Regions from separate parts of the Zea mays genome. Here region 2 is linked to region 1. Evidence: chromatin contacts called from public Hi-C data. All regions are on one chromosome and are shown on one strand. The core of a region is the stretch at or near the end of the contact, and the rest is flanking DNA. Distances in the headings are between cores, read along the strand shown. Region 1 holds the start of LOC100284070. Region 2 holds the start of LOC100304212 (putative protein kinase superfamily protein).

Evidence for each region. Hi-C and Micro-C count contacts between places; a contact is called where the count stands out from the background.
Region 2: a contact with region 1 is called in a Hi-C map of leaf, with 5 times the contacts expected there. The contact joins the promoter of LOC100304212 here to the promoter of LOC100284070 in region 1. A contact is called at or near these places in 12 of 25 Hi-C or Micro-C datasets (bundle sheath, ear, endosperm and 3 more).

The regions. Positions count from the first base shown.
Region 1 is chr4:133,571,200-133,575,092 of Zm-B73-REFERENCE-NAM-5.0, forward strand. It overlaps LOC100284070, which reads right to left and starts at 1,976. Exons shown (of 8, transcript NM_001156968.2): 1 at 1,618-1,976; 2 at 1,401-1,542; 3 at 962-1,040; 4 at 725-849. The coding sequence starts at 1,835. LOC111591490 (U12 minor spliceosomal RNA) reads left to right here and starts at 2,248; the gene lies at 2,248-2,405.
Region 2 is chr4:133,821,453-133,825,558 of Zm-B73-REFERENCE-NAM-5.0, forward strand. LOC100304212 (putative protein kinase superfamily protein) reads left to right here and starts at 2,038. Exons shown (of 8, transcript NM_001361387.1): 1 at 2,038-2,155.

The sequences.
Region 1 (3,893 bases), core at 726-3,225:
TTTTAGACTCTATTTTGATTTTGCTCACATTCACTGATCATAGATACAAGTTGTAACTTGTGTGGTTGAACTTATGTTGTTGAACTTGATCTGTTTCCTTTTATGCTATTTGGTTTTTGAACTCAAGTACTCAACTTATGTATGAACTTATTCAATATTTGAAGTTCTATGTCAAGTTTGAAAAGACGTTTCAACGTTTGTTTCACCGTTTAAATGTTAAAAAGGCGGTTCATAACGTTTTACCGCTTTAATAACCATGCTTTTTGGTTTACAGTGAGCAATGGAAATGCAAGCTTAGATAGCAGCACGCAAGATGTTCTTATGTTCCCAAAAAAGAAATGGAGCCAGCATATGGTAATCGTCAGTGTTTATGGTTTAAAATACAACAAAAAAGTGATGCAATTTGAATTTAGAAAATTTGGACAACCACCACTGCGTCAAACACCAGTCTGCTCTTTTACCACATGGTGCCCCAATGACAGGTGGGTCCTGGTCCATCTGTCATTGAGACATCCAGTACTAAAATAGCGAAGTGGAGTTTGACCTTGTTGTATGTTTGCAAAATCCTGTTAGATTTTTATCATTAGAAAATCAAGCTGTTTTCATAGCAAAATGAACGTCACGGACAAATCTAGATAATTGGACAGATAAGTGCAGTTCATCAACTTGTTAAAATGCTTAGCCATATGTAGGTATGGCATAACATGTGAAACCAGTTACATACCTGAGTTATCATTTCCTTCACAAGCTTCCAATGAGGTTGCTCATCAAAATTTGTAGAAAATGTAAGAAGTGGGCGTGACCCTTTCAGATGGTTACCGGTAAGCTTCAACTCCTCCATGGTGTGAACTACAGTAAACATCACATCGTGATTAATTGTTAGCTCATCACAAAAGCATACATGTTATAGACTGCAGTGCATAAGACTGCCAATGTAAGTACCATTTGGGCCATAGCATACCAGCATTAACTAGAAATTTTACTGATGGTCCTCCAGGAGACTTCACCATCCAAAGGTAAAGATCCTTCTGTTTTCTGCACTGTAATACATGAAGGAAAAAACTTCACCCACATAATTCAATAAGCTAACAGAACTGAGAAGTATAATGCATACATATATTGAACAATTATAATTGTGGGATGGCGGATGGCACAAATGCAGTCAAAGAAAACATCCATTGCCCAGTAGAGAATTTAGAACCAGAGCAAAATGGAAGTTGCTTCCTCAATACATGGGATCCCAGAGAACATCCATAGAACGAAAGCATGGACCAAAACCCAAGCTTGAGATTAAGAGTTGCGATTTATACAGCTTGTTCCCGCGCGTAAGCAGCCACCGTCATGTCAATGCTAACAAGATCCTCACCGTGCGGGGTGGAAGCAGAGTAGAAGATCTATACCTCGAAGAAAAGGCAGCTGGAGCAGCTCCTGAGCTCAAGGAGCTCGTTCAGCGCGTTCCCCTTGCTCTGCTTCGACTCGACCTTGCTGTCCTTCTTCGCATGCGGGAGCAGCGACAGCACGTCCTGCATCAGGTGCCGATACCTACGCCGAGCACGCACGCGTGAACGGAATCACCCATCTCACAAGACTGCAAGCGGAAAAACAGGGAGCACTCACCTATACGTGATTCGGCGGGAGCAGGTGATGAGTACCTTCTCCCTGTTCCGGAACGGCGCCACCGCGGCCTCGGCGCCCGCGGAGGCGGGCTCGGCGTCGGGGACCAGGTCCTTGAAGCCGAAGAGCGTGCGCTCCGGGCGCGCCGGCGCGGAGTCGTCAGGCTTCTCTGCGCCGGCCGCCTCTGCGGGCGCGTCGGTGCGCTTCCGCTTCTTCGCCATGGCACTAGGTGCGCTTCCGCGTGTGCTCGAATGCGCGGCGGCGAACGGTTAGGGCCTGAAAGGAGCAGGCGCGGGGTGGCGAGCCGAGCACGACGGCGAGCTAGGGTTTAAGCCGCTCGGGCGCTTGTGGCCTGGTTGTTGGGAGGGAGAGAGGCGCGCATCAAGTAGGCCTGATGGGCCAGGATGGCCGTAGCAGTGCTTATCCATAGCAGGCCAGGCCGAGACGGTCCTGTAAGTAGGCCAGGCTTTAAATAATAAACAGTTTGGAACCAGAGCCCCGCGGAGGAGGTAGCGCACACGAGAGACGAGGGAAGTAAATCGTTCCGAGGAAGAAAGTCCCACACTGGCTAGTAGCGGATGCGCGCACTTGTGTGGATGGCATATATAGGGGGTGGGGTGCTAGCGTAGAACCTTGCCTTAAACTAATGAGTAAGGAAAACAAAGCGCTGCGGTGAGAGCCGCTCGCAGTGCGGGGTCAAAACCTGCACCGCAATTTTTGAAGGGGGAAGAGGCTGGCGCGGGTATTGACACTGCCTTACTTTGCAGGACTTGCCTGTGCGGGCCTCCCCACCCGCCAAACCAAATTGTAAATTTTGAATGCATCTTTTTAAGATTTTAAAATTAAAACTAAAAAAATAATTATTTGTTGCTAAAAAATTTACATAGTTTTGATCTAAATGATGACATTTTCTTAGGATTTCCTCTTTTTTAAAAAATCCAATTCTTAATCTTTTTAAACTAAAAAACTATGTACTGTTAAAACAAATTTACATAATTGATCTTTAAAAAACAATTTAGGACTGCCTTCTTTCTAGAAACATCCAATTCTATGTGATATACTAGTTAGTTTTGCTTTAAGCAGAACACGGAAAGGGGTCATACATTTGTGATTTGTTTTAAATATAAAACGGGCGGGAGGGAGAAGGGGTGATGTGATTTGTTTTAAATATAAAACGGGAGAGAGAAGGGGTGATGACGGTCGAAATTATATTAAATTTTACTCATTTGATTATGGTTATAGGTGTGCTTCTGGCCGGGCTAAAAGGGACATTTTTGGCCGATCCAAGTACGTCACGAAGTTTGACGGGCCAGGTCAGACACGCCATGATATACGGGCCGCGCTATGGGCCAAAAATTACTGCAATACGGAAAAAGTACTACTTAAAATTCCAAACTTTGTGCTAACAGCCAAACATATCCCAAGCTAATATGATAGATTTAATTATATGTTATGAACTCTTTTTTGTCACAGCATGTACCTAAAAAATATTTAAAAACATGAATTAAGAAAATAAACATTTGTGCGGATACCCCAAGTGTGATTGGACTCTCTCTGTTCTAAGTTGTATGTGGTTCTACTTTTGTATTCAAGTCAAACTTCAATAACTCTGGCCAAGTTAAAAAAACACCAAAATCCACACCATAAAATTAGTTTAATTAAACCTACTATGAAATATGTCTTGATAGTGCATTTATTTTGAAATTATAAATGTCAATATATTTTTTCTATAAACCTAGTCAAAGTTAGATAAGTTTGACTTAGGATAAAACCAAAACAATCTACTATTTGGAACATAGAAAACAGTAATTAATAACTTAATTAGTCACGATACAAAGTCAAAGAAGCACATAAGGAAGTGAACACCATGTTTTACATTATTTTATCACAGACATCACAATATCTTATTGTTAGAACATAATGATACTTATGGATGCTAAGATATAGACAAAGATGAACCACTAAAGTGTTCCATTAACTTGGGACTTGAAAGTCGTCTAGAGGGGGTGAATAGGCATAATCTAAAATTTACAACTTTAAATACACACTACAAGTCGGGGTTAGCGTTAGAACTAAAATCAAGTCCGGGAGAGAGAGGAAAACAAATCAAATGAAAATCAATCGAATGAACACGGTGATTTGTTTTACCAAGGTTCGGTCCCAAAGAACCTAGTACTCATTGAGGAGGTCACAAAGACCGGGTCTATTTCAACACTTTCCCTCTCTCAAACGGTCACTTAGACTGAGTGAGCCTTTCCATTAATCAATCGGGTCACTAA
Region 2 (4,106 bases), core at 788-3,287, 250 kb after region 1:
CGGCTCGCCCGAGGCCCAATCTTCGCAGAGAAGCAACCTTGGCCACATCGCCACGCCAACCGATCGTATCACAGGAGCATTTAATGCAAGGATCGCCTGACACCTTATCCTGACGCGCGCTCTTCAGTCGACAGAGCCGAAGTGACCGCAGTCACTTCGCCGCTCCACTGACCGACCTGACAAGAAGACAGCGCCGCCTGCGTCGCTCCGACTGCTGTGCCACTCGAGAGAGTGAGGCTGAGAGCAGCTAAGTCTAGCCTCGGGCGCCATAAGAAGCTCCGCCTCGCCCGACCCCAGGGCTCGGACTCAACCACGACTCAGAAGACGACGGACTCCGCCTCGCCCGACCCCAGGGCTCGGACACAACCTCGGCCTCGGAAGACGGTCTCCGCCTCGCCCGACCCAGGGGTCGGACTCAGCCTTGGCCTCGGAAGACGGTCTCCGCCTCGCCCGACCCAGGGGTCGGACTCAGCCTCGACCTCGGAAGACGGACTCGACCTCGACTTCGGAGAAGCTTCCGCCTCGCCCGACCTAGGGCTTGGACCGACCACGTCATAGGGGGGCCATCATTACCCCTACCCCTAGCTAGCTCAGGATACGGAGAACAAGACCGGCGTCCCATCTGGCTCGCCCCGGTCAACAAATAATGATGGTGCCCCGCGTGCTCCATGACGATGGCGGCTCTCAGCCCCTTACGGAAGCAAGGAGACGTCAGCAAGGATTCGACAGCCCCGACAGCTGTCCTTCCGCAGGGCTCCAGCTCTCCTCCGACGGCCACGACATCACATGAACAGGGTGCCAAAACCTCTCCGACTGCCACGACGGCATGTACTTAGGGCTCTAGCTCCTCTCTGCTAGACACGTTAGCACACTGCTACACCCCCATTGTACACCTGGACCCTCTCCTTACGCCTATAAAAGGAAGGTCCAGGGCTCTCATACGAGAAGGTTGTCTGCGTGGGAGAACGGGCCAGCGCATAAGGCTCTCGCTCTCTCCCACGCGGACGCTTGTAACCCCCTACTGCAAGCGCACCCGACCTGGGCGCAGGGCAACACGAAGGTCGCGGGTTTCCCCTTTGCCTGTCTCTTCCCCCCTTCGTGCTCCGTCTCGCGCCGACCCATCTGGGCTGGGACACGCGGCGACAATTCACTCGTCGGTTCAGAGACCCCCCGGGGTCGAAACGCCGACACTAATAGTTAGCCAACTATTTGTTAGTCAGCTAATTCCACTAACAATTTTTTAAATTATGTTTGAAAACTGCTAGAGCTAATAGTAGCCAACTAACAAATTATTATTACCCAACACTAAAGATGGAAATATGAAAGTATTGTTAAGCCAAACATATACTCTTTCTGTTCACAAATATATCATGTCATTGGCTTTTTTCCAAAACTTTATCACCAAGTCTTATTCAAAATATTTATTTTAAAATATAAAATTTGGAGTCACGCTTAAGTGCTAAAATAAACTATAACAAAATAAATAAAATAAATTATAACAAAATAAATGATATCCCTTCGTTTAAATTATAATTTATTTGATCTTTTTCTGACACGATTGGTCAGCTCGTCTTATTTATTTTTTTAAAATAAAAAAAAAATCAAAACTAAATTTAAAATATATTATATGCTAAATAATATCACAATAAAAATTAATAGTAATTATGATTTTTAGTAAGAGGAGCCGGCCAAATTTAGGATAAAAATTCAAAACAGTAATTTGATTAAAAGTTAAAAAAAATCAACGGCGTCTTTTATGTATAGGTGCGTGCGTGCGTGCACGTGCTAGTGCTACTACTGGTGCGTTAAACATTTTTGGCACTCTAGAAAAAAACCACCGACATAGAGCTAGTACCTAGCACGTATACAAAAGAAAAATAAAATGGACGACGAACAAAAAATATTCGACAAGAAATCTATTTGTGGCCACACCCCAACCAGGGCCACCACCCACGACCAGGCCACCACTTCGCCATCGCCACGGCTCCACCCACGTCTCGGCTTTTGCTTGCTTGCTTCCTCCTCTCCCGTCGGGCACTCGGGCTCGTCAGACTGCGCCCGGGCGCCGAATCTCCAGACGGGATCGCGCCCCCCATCTGACGCCACCGGCGCCGGAGCCCACGGCGACCGCGCGCCTCTGCCTCCGATCTAAAAGGTGCGCCTTCTTACCGAGATTCGGCGAGCTTCAGTAGCAAGGAACGAGGGACATCGGGGCAGTGGTTAGATTGGCTTGCCTGGGAGGGATCGGAGCCGGACCTGCATTTTGCGTGGTAAGTGGGAACCGTCTCCGTTGTCCGTGTGAATGCGCGCGGGATCGCGGTGATCTGCGCTTCGCACTCGAGCTTTGCGGTGAAATTGTAGTGGGTTTTTAGTATTGCTGAAGTCTAGCTCTGGAGCACGAACATCAGGTTATCTAGATTCCTTCGTCTGGGTGTTTATTTGAGCCAGCATCTAGCTATTCCCTCGAGATCGCCTGATATTAGCCCGACAAAACTTATGCGTGGGCTCCATGCGACCCTAGCTTAGCAGAGCTGCATCTGGTTCGCTATTTTGGCTTATCTAGGTGACGTGGGCGATTTATCGTTATTGTGCAGATATTTAACGGGCACCAGTGGTTATTCGAACAATAGGTGTGTCGCTACAATCATCAGAACGGTTCAGAACTATGTTACTGATACGGCGAGACGGAAACTTGATACGCCGATACCCTAATGCACTATTTCTGAAAAAACACCGATACGGCGATACACAAATATATATTTCCTCTGTTCTTTTTTATTTGTTGTCGTTTAGTTCAAAAATAAACTAGTGGGCGACAAATATTCGAGAATGGAGGTAGTATTATAAAAAATTAAATGCTGGAATAGTGGACCACACAAGTTCACAACGAGTACATAGATAATAAAGTTCAGGCCATCAAGCCATCAAACCTAGGAACTTTAGTCTTTAGGTTCTAACAGACGATAATATTCCATCAAGCCAGAGAAGTAGCAGCCAGTAGATTGAGAAACAAGGAGTTTGAGAACCAAGGGAGGAAGAACATGGACCCGCAGGTCGGTTTGTGGCAAGGGTACACAGCTACGACACACACTGACGTCGATTTGTAGATCAGTGGGCGACACCAGGGCCGTGCTGAGATTTCAGGGGCCCTGGGCGAAAGTTTATATGGAGGCCCTTTTGACCCATGTGTATATAATAACTATATATGTGCATATGTATAATTATAAACACATATTTCGATAATGACAAAACACAATTAGCTAGCTACTGCCTATGGTATACGCGTATGTGCGAAGGTCGATCGTCGATGACGTGTTCTGGCATTTGTAGTCCTATCTGGACTCTTCGGTCCTTTGGAGACATGGTGGCGGCACCGCGGTGGGAATTATGTTTTTTGGTTGTATTCTGTTCTGAGTCCTGACTTGGGAATTGGCTTACGTGAGCAGGCTAGTAGCTGCTTCCGACTTATGTTACGTGAGCAAGATAGTAGAGGCTGGACTGCTAAACGGTTGGGCTAACCAAACAAACACTGTTTGGATAAATTAAATAACTAAGTACTATACCTTAGTATATACTTGAGGGGCCCAATATTTTGGGGGCCCTGGGCGACCGCCCGGCTCGACCCCCTTTAGGTACGACCCTGGGCAGCACCATGACACAGGTCGGCAACGACATCCATAGACCCACACCCCATATGTTATGGTCGCTGGATCGGTGAGGGATTGGGGAGGGGTATCGATGGGTAGGAACGTCGGCCGGGGGCCTCTGCCCACGGCCGAGCAAGAGGAGGGTTTCTCCCTTATAATTCTTGACTACTTTATTTCTCATCCATTGATTACATAAATAGGCCAGCTGGCTGCCCCTATCTAGCTAGATATCCTTATCTCCTTAAAACTCTCCTAAAAACTCTCAACAACTACTAACTGATAACCTTCCTAGATAACCTTAACTAATCTCCTAAATAATCTCAACTAATCTTCTAATCTTATCTCTAACTATCCTTATCTAATCCCCCTTGGAGGGCCCATGGCTGCTGCTGCAGCCCCTCCGTGGGCCTCCTTAGGCCCTGACACTACACCCCCTCTAGACAAGCAGCTCGTCCTTGA